Linked DNA regions of Mus musculus: region 1 is linked to region 2. The links are chromatin contacts, called in public HiChIP or PLAC-seq maps. All regions are on one chromosome and are shown on one strand. The core of a region is the stretch at or near the end of the contact, and the rest is flanking DNA. Distances in the headings are between cores, read along the strand shown. Region 1 holds the start of Slc4a2 (solute carrier family 4 (anion exchanger), member 2). Region 2 overlaps Kcnh2 (potassium voltage-gated channel, subfamily H (eag-related), member 2).

What was found. HiChIP or PLAC-seq counts read pairs in DNA pulled down with a chosen protein or histone mark.
Region 1: a contact with region 2 is called in an H3K4me3 HiChIP or PLAC-seq map of embryonic stem cells, with 9 read pairs. The contact joins the promoter of Slc4a2 here to the enhancer-like site in region 2. A contact is called at or near these places in 3 of 39 promoter capture datasets (embryonic stem cells and hippocampal neurons), 1 of 484 Hi-C or Micro-C datasets (the HL-1 cell line), 2 of 115 datasets of contacts at active chromatin or transcription factors (embryonic stem cells and pancreatic cancer cells) and 3 of 9 other capture datasets (adipose tissue, liver and pancreatic islet).

Annotation. Positions count from the first base shown.
Region 1 is chr5:24,423,328-24,426,969 of GRCm38.p6, reverse strand. Slc4a2 (solute carrier family 4 (anion exchanger), member 2) reads right to left here and starts at 1,738. Exons shown (of 23, transcript NM_009207.3): 1 at 1,535-1,738. Cdk5 (cyclin-dependent kinase 5) reads left to right here and starts at 3,406. Exons shown (of 12, transcript NM_007668.4): 1 at 3,406-3,521. The coding sequence starts at 3,485.
Region 2 is chr5:24,320,943-24,324,750 of GRCm38.p6, reverse strand. It overlaps Kcnh2 (potassium voltage-gated channel, subfamily H (eag-related), member 2), which reads left to right. Exons shown (of 15, transcript NM_013569.2): 9 at 166-418; 10 at 1,487-1,680; 11 at 1,997-2,096; 12 at 2,530-2,805; 13 at 2,929-3,115; 14 at 3,329-3,506. All of the region lies in intron 2 of Gm15589 (a long non-coding RNA gene), which reads right to left. Among named protein-coding and RNA genes, the nearest start is that of Gm15589, 11 kb to the right of the region's middle. Within about 2 kb of position 2,235, at least 51 of the 459 cell types and tissues checked have an H3K27ac peak or open chromatin away from gene starts, as enhancers often do. A contact at or near this core is called in embryonic stem cells, where this site is marked.

The DNA.
Region 1 (3,642 bases), core at 489-2,988, 100 kb before region 2:
GCAAGTACGGAGGGGGTGCTCCCCAAAGGCAGGCAGGCCAGCAGGACTACCACCCTAGACATAAGACAGAAACAGCCTCCCCAGTGCAGAACAGGAACCCAGCTCCACTCACTCAGTAGGAAGAACGGAGAAGCTGGACAGCGAGCTTATAATGGGGGAGGGGCACGTGACATCGTCAAGGGGGTGGGCACAGAAACCCTGAGGGGGCAGTCTCTCTATTCCTTCCCTCCCTAGCCCTGGGCCAGGAAAATCTGAGTGGCAGGACGGCAGGACAGCCCTCCTGACGATGACTGTAGGTTGTGAGCTGTGATGGGGGTAGAGGGAACCCAACCAGTGCAAACTGGGGTGCCCATGCACACTGAGGGCACACCCAATGCTCTCTAAAGGTAACAATGCTAAGCTGCTCAGGTGTGCTGCCGATGTGTGGTTGCCTGATTTATGGCTACCTTGGCAATGAGATGGGGTCAAATAACAGAGGTCTGGGGGGATCAGCCCAGGGTGGGGAGTCTGGGCCACACATTCCTGGCAAGAACTCCAACTCAGCTGACTGCTCTTTCCACCTCCCCCCTAAGCAGGCCTTCAGCCAGGGCCTGTCAGTGTGGGGGAGAGGTGTGAGGGAGGGGACCTGGTCTAGGGGGGTATAGGGAATCTGTGTTCACCACCTGCAGGTGCTCACTCCCACCTCCAGGCTTTGCCCTCAGTGTGTTTCACCACCAAGCCCTCCTCCCTCTACCCATGCCCCCCTCCCTGCTGTCGTAGAATACAAAGCAGCCTCTGTCCAGAGCATCGGTACCGATAATCCTAGTGGGGGCACATTCCCCGGACCAGCCCCGACGGGCCCGAAGGATTAGTGTCTCTCCCCCAGCCCAAGGGATTAGCAGTCCGGACCCCCACTCGAGCATTAACCATTCCCCAAGTGAATTCGTACATTCCACAGCTCTTGGCTGTGGGGCTGGTGGGGGGCGGAGAGAGTTTGATAAAACGGACCCAGATTTGAAGCAGCGCTCCCTCCACACCCAAGCAAGGAGTTCCCTACAGAAGAGAAGGCAGTCCCCTAGGACTCAAACTTCAGGCTTGTCCTTCCCACCCTCACCCAGCTGCTCCCCCTTCTGTCTGACCTCTTGTCCTGACCTGACCCGCCAACCCTTTTCATGGCTCCATCTCTCAATCCCGAGATCCGAGGAGTTGCGGTCCCAGGCAACCCACAAAGTGGCGAGTTTCTGGGGCACAGGGTCGTCTGGAACCCTCACGGGAGTGGGAGAGCGAGCTGAAGGCAGTAGCTCCCTGAGACTACCCGCTCCTGGTGACAGGGGGCGCGGCACCTTGGCTTTAGGTAACTCTTAAGAGGCGGACCACGGAATCTCGCTTCCGACCCGTACTCCCACTCGCCTCCCCATCCTTCTCCCTAAAACCTCGCTCCCTGCGCCCCAGTCCCCGCCCTTTCCTCCAGTTCCACTCCCTCGGCGCCCGAGTCTCCAGTCCCCCCCCCCCCTCCGCGGCCCTCACCCTCCCTCTCCGCCACCTAACTGCTTACCCGCTAGCTCTAGATTTCGTGTCCCGGGGGTCTCCGGGTCTCCCCTGATCCTCCGGAACCCTCGCGCGCTCCCGACGATTTCCCGGTGCCCACCCCGGGGCGCGCCCCCGCCGCTCCCAACTTCTCCCAACTCAACTTTCCCCCGCGCTGCGGGCAGGCCAGCCTCCAGCGTGCGCGCCCCCCGCAGCGCGCCGTGCGCGCCCCCGGCGCGGCTAGCTGAGAGGCGGAAAGCGGACGCTGAGCCTCCGCGGCGGGGGCGCGCTCCCAGGCACAGCCCGACACCGCCGACACCGCCGGCGCGGCCTTCCGGCTGTTCCCCCCCCCCCGCCACCCGCGGCGAAGCTCCGGGCTCGCCTTCTCTTAGCTTTAGTGAGCCACCTCTGTGAGGAAAGAAGCCAGCTTTACGTTGGGGATCGAGGGCGTGGAGTAGGCCAGGAAATTGAGATGCAGGGAGTCGAACTACAGATTTTTTGACGTTAAGGTTCTGCAGAGCCCCCGCCCAAATAACACCACTGAAACACCAAGAAAGCCCCGGTGTCTGCTTGAGAGAACGGGTGGCAGGCGAATGTGGAGTAATGAGTGGGTGGGGTTGGGTGGCCAAGACCCTGAACTGATGGAAAACAAGACAACTTGTTGAAGATTCCTCCCTTTCGCTAGAACTACCTCCGGGCTAAATGGAAACCTATTCATAGCTGACACCTCTATTTGAAAGACCCTTGCGTGTCATCATGTTTTCTCAACTAAGTTATCAATTATTTCAGATAAAGAATACACTTTATGCGTCTTCAGTCTGCCACGTGGGTAAATCACAATATTGTTTATGCAAAAGCACTCAGATTTAAGTGAGTTAATTGACAAACGGTTAGCGCCTACTCTGGTTCCGCGCTGAGGAATGCTGTTTGGGGCCATTTTCGCCCGGTTCACAGCCCTCAAGAATGCAATCATGAGACAATTAGAGAGTAGTGCAAGAAAATCTATAATCAACTCCTTTATAGGATGAGGTAAAGGCTGCTTGCTCCAAGTGTAGCAACTGTCTGTGGTCTTGTCTGTTGAGGGAAGTAACTGACCTGCCAGTCTTCGTGGGCCACACCCTGGCTGACTCCAGTGGGCCTGCTCTGAAGACTGGGATCTGGGGGACACCCAGGCTCCAGTCAGCTGGCCTCGGCATGTCAAAGTGGAGCCGCTGGAGTCCGGTGGGTTTCGAGACGATAAAATGGGCCCAGCAGAAAGAGGGGACTCTGGCGTGTGTCCTTCCACTCAAATCCAGACTCTAACGGGGCACACCTGTCTCGCTGCCCAGCCCTGTGGTCAGCTGGTCCCTGTGAGGTCATCAGCAGTAAGACATCGCTCAGAATCATTCCCCAATCAGTCCTGGGGTCACCAGGTGGCCTAGGAGAGGTGAAAACTAGTGCTGAAGCTGTCAGGAGGTCGCTGGTGACTCAAAACACCCAACCAGGTCAGAGCCGGGCCAACAGCGCTCGGGATCTAGGCCGTCAAACGCAAACTTCAAGCAGAGAGCACCCCACCCCCACCCTCACTGTATTCTGGAACGCGTAGTCCCGGAGAGGCCCTTTTCTGGAAGGCTGTGAGCACAGAAAAGGAATAATAACAAGAGCGGGGCACACTGGGAGCCTCCGCGCCTTGGCGGAGACGCCCGACACGCGATGCTTCCTGGGAGTTGAAGTTTAAGGTTTGCCTCCGCGATGGAAACGAGTCCCTGGAGTTGATCGCTGCAGAGAGCCCGAGCGCAGCCTGTTGGACTTTGTAGTCCGCGTGTCCTCCGCCACAGGCATTCTTGGGAACTATGGCTTCCCCGGGACTACAAGTCCCAGATGCCAGTGCGTGGTGAGCAGGTGGGCGGGGCTGGAGCTGTGAGTACCACCTCCTCTGCAACGCCAGGGCCGGGAGTCTTAGAACCGAGGGCCCGCAGGGGTCCCCGCGGCCGCTGCAATGCAGAAATACGAGAAACTGGAGAAGATTGGGGAAGGTAATGGAACCACGAGATGTTCCTGCAAGGTCTTTTTCTGAAGACCCTACTTGCAGTCCCAGCTCCCTTACCGTCAGCTATACCGGCAGGCTCCGACCTCAGCACTAGCCAAAAGCCCTGG
Region 2 (3,808 bases), core at 986-3,485:
CCGGATGAGAACTTGGTCAGGGTGGGTGCCCAGGTGCTGAGGGGGTTCTGGGCCCCCACAGGTTCTGCAGCAGACAGAATTGGGAGGAGCAGGTTTCCCCTGAGCCAGAGGTGTGACCCAGTGGACTGAGACTTGAGAGATCATACTGACCCATCCCCATTGCAGGTGCTGAAGGGCTTCCCTGAGTGCCTCCAGGCTGACATCTGCCTACACCTGAACCGCTCGCTGCTGCAGCATTGCAAGCCATTCCGAGGGGCCACTAAAGGCTGCCTGAGGGCGCTGGCTATGAAGTTCAAGACCACACATGCACCACCAGGGGACACACTAGTGCACGCCGGGGACCTGCTTACTGCCCTCTACTTCATCTCCAGGGGCTCCATCGAGATCCTGCGGGGTGATGTCGTGGTGGCCATCTTGGGTATGGGGTGGGGACGCCCACTGAAACCCAGAGAGACCTGAGCCCTCTGAATACACTGGGGTGTGGGGTGGCTGGCAGGATTCTTGTGTTCTTTTGTCACCCGAGGAGGGGCCTTCAGGGTGGGCAACAGAGAGGAACCCTGTAGGACACGGGGCTCTTAGATTGGGAGACTATGTAGCCTTCCCTGCACTTGAGGGAACTTCAGGATCTATCCATAGAAAGGCATCTAGTGTTTCCTTAAAGTTGAATATTGTCTTGTAGTTGAGTGGGACATTCTCATCTGGAGGCTATGCATCCACCTTCACTAAGGACACAGTTCCCTGAAGCTTCATGTCCCAATGGCCTGTGGCCATTGTGTGCATGGATGGCACTTGGACAGTGGAGGCTTCTTGCCCTCCCATGGTTGTTTTTTGTTTTTTGTTTTTTGTTTCTTGTTTCTTGTTTCTTGTTTTTGTTTTTTGTTTCTTGCATCAAACTTTTGCCCATGGCTTATAGACGTGCCCATTTTAGACTTTTATTTCACAGTTCAGCCCAAACATGTATACCACTCCACAATTTATTCCCTTCCCAGCGAAATCAAGTTTTCCTACACACGTGAGCACATTTTGGTCTTTTCTGTGCTTCGCTGTGCTAAGCTATGCTATCCTGAAATTTCTTTCAGTAAAACAGTACTGGTTCTGATTGACCACAAGCTGCCTTTTATAGTCTTAAGACCATAGTTTATAGGGAACTGTACTTTGTTAGGAGGGTATCTGAGGATAGAAGTAGAGTTGTCCCAAGGAAACCACCACTGCTGTAGGCAGAGCTGGAGCATCCTTGGCGGTTTCTAGCTGAGTAGTTGCTGAGAGACTCCAAATCTCTGGTCCTTCCCTCTGCCACCTCTGGCCACTGGTGTTTCCCCATCTGCTGAGAGCCCTGAGCATGTGAACTGGCTCAAGCTGCCTTGGCTGTGTGGCTGGGAGTTGGATGACTGGAGATGCTGTGCAGGGTGGAGCTGACCCAGAGGGTGCCCGCTCTTCTCCCACCGATGCCATGGGCTCAAGCCTTTGTCTTCTGCACGGCCTCCAGGGAAGAACGACATCTTTGGAGAGCCTCTGAACCTATATGCCCGTCCTGGAAAGTCCAATGGGGATGTGCGGGCCCTCACGTACTGTGACCTGCACAAGATCCATCGTGATGACTTGCTGGAGGTGTTGGACATGTATCCCGAGTTCTCAGATCACTTTTGGTCTAGCCTGGAGATCACCTTCAACCTTCGAGATGTGAGTGGGCCATCTCAAGAGCTGCCTTTATCCCCAAGAGAGCTGATGATTGACAGGCTGCCCCTTCCCTGTGACTGTGGAAAACAGCTTCTTTGCCTGCTTTTCTGTCTTTTTACAGTCAGATCAGGCTATGGAAGTACCAACCTCAGGGTGTTGGGGGAAAGTGACACAGGGTGGGATGGGGGTAGGGAAAATTCTTCCCCACAGCCCCACCTCCCTAGGTTAAGGAAGGGGTGCAGTTGCCTGCCCCACCCCCATATTCCAGGACAGCCAGGCAGGATGGACCTAAGGGCTCTGACTGTTCTCTTCGTTGCAGACCAACATGATTCCTGGCTCCCCAGGCAGTGCAGAACTAGAGAGCGGCTTTAACAGGCAACGCAAGCGCAAACTGTCATTCCGCAGGCGTACAGACAAGGGTGAGATGGTCAAGGGGAGGGCAGGAGGAGAGTGGAGGGCAGAGGGGAGTGCGGGCAGGGTCAGGCTGTGCAGGCTCCACCCCTTGCCCAGCGTTCAGGCACGCAGTCCTCCAGTGCACCCCACCCCCATGCCTCCCTTCCACTGGACAAAGGCTGGGCTTTTGGTCTTTATTATGCCTGAGTGTTGTCTAGCGGGCCTTGACCCCTTAAAGAGAGGAGGGAGGTGGCAGGAGGGAGCACAAGAACAAAGGAATAAGCAGAGGGCTACAGAGAGCCAGAGATCTGGAGTCAGAAGTGACCCCCCCCCCCCGGGGTGTGGCAGGGCGCGAGATAAAACAACTTTGTCCGTCCTCACACTCTGCCCCTTGCTCAGCTCCCCTTGCCCGTCCCCTGTTCTCCCCTCTCTCTGAGGTATGCTCTCTGTTTCCCACAGACACAGAGCAGCCAGGGGAGGTGTCAGCCCTGGGGCAAGGCCCTGCCCGAGTTGGGCCAGGGCCGAGTTGCCGGGGACAGCCGGGAGGGCCATGGGGGGAGAGCCCATCCAGCGGCCCTTCCAGCCCAGAGAGCAGTGAAGATGAGGGCCCTGGTCGCAGCTCCAGTCCCCTCCGCCTGGTGCCCTTCTCCAGCCCCAGGCCTCCGGGAGACCCCCCAGGTGGGGAGCCTTTGACAGAGGATGGGGAGAAAAGTGACACCTGTAATCCCTTGTCAGGTAGGCCTGGGCCTTGGGGTGGGGGTGGGAGTGAGTGAGTGTGGGGGATGGGCAGTATGGGGGATGGGTAGGGACTGGCAGGGGCCTGACTTTCTTCCTGACCCCACTCCTCTCTGGCTCCAGGTGCCTTCTCTGGGGTGTCCAATATTTTCAGCTTCTGGGGGGACAGTCGGGGGCGCCAGTACCAGGAGTTGCCTCGATGCCCTGCCCCTGCCCCCAGCCTCCTCAACATCCCCTTGTCTAGCCCTGGTCGGCGATCCCGGGGTGATGTGGAGAGCAGGCTGGACGCACTCCAGAGACAGCTGAACAGGTAAAGATGGGTGCCCAGGGAATGGGCACGGGGTAGGCTGCACTGTGGGGGAACTTGGGGCCTCTTTGGGTTTCTGCTGATGTTTCAGGGGTGCTCTGTCTAGGACTGTCTGTGCCAGGCAGGTGGACCCTCTCCTTCCTCAGCTGCATGAGGAGGGAGCCTAGAGTGAACCAGCTATCTCCACTTCTGAGAAATCTTCCTTCCTTGCCCCAGGCTGGAAACCCGGCTAAGTGCAGACATGGCCACTGTCCTACAGCTGCTACAGAGGCAAATGACCCTGGTCCCTCCTGCCTACAGTGCTGTGACCACCCCTGGGCCCGGCCCCACTTCCGCATCCCCTTTGTTGCCTGTCGGCCCTGTCCCCACTCTCACCCTGGACTCGCTTTCTCAGGTACATTCTAGAGCCCACTCCCAGCCTCCAGCCGCACCCTCTCTGCCCCAACGACTGCACAGCTGCTGGGTGTGAAATGTGGCTTCCTCACCCCCATCCTCTTCTACCTGCTCCTGCCAGGCAACCTAAGGGCCAGATGTAAACATGATGTCTGAGCCTGGGCCTTGGGTCTGGATGCTGCCTGAGAGTGGTCCCTGCTGTGGTTATCCCCCTCTGACTTTGCCGCCTCTCATCTTGGCTCTTACTCTAGCAGTGCTATAGCCTCCTGAAGGCTGCTGGCATGTCCAGGGTGCCAAGATCAA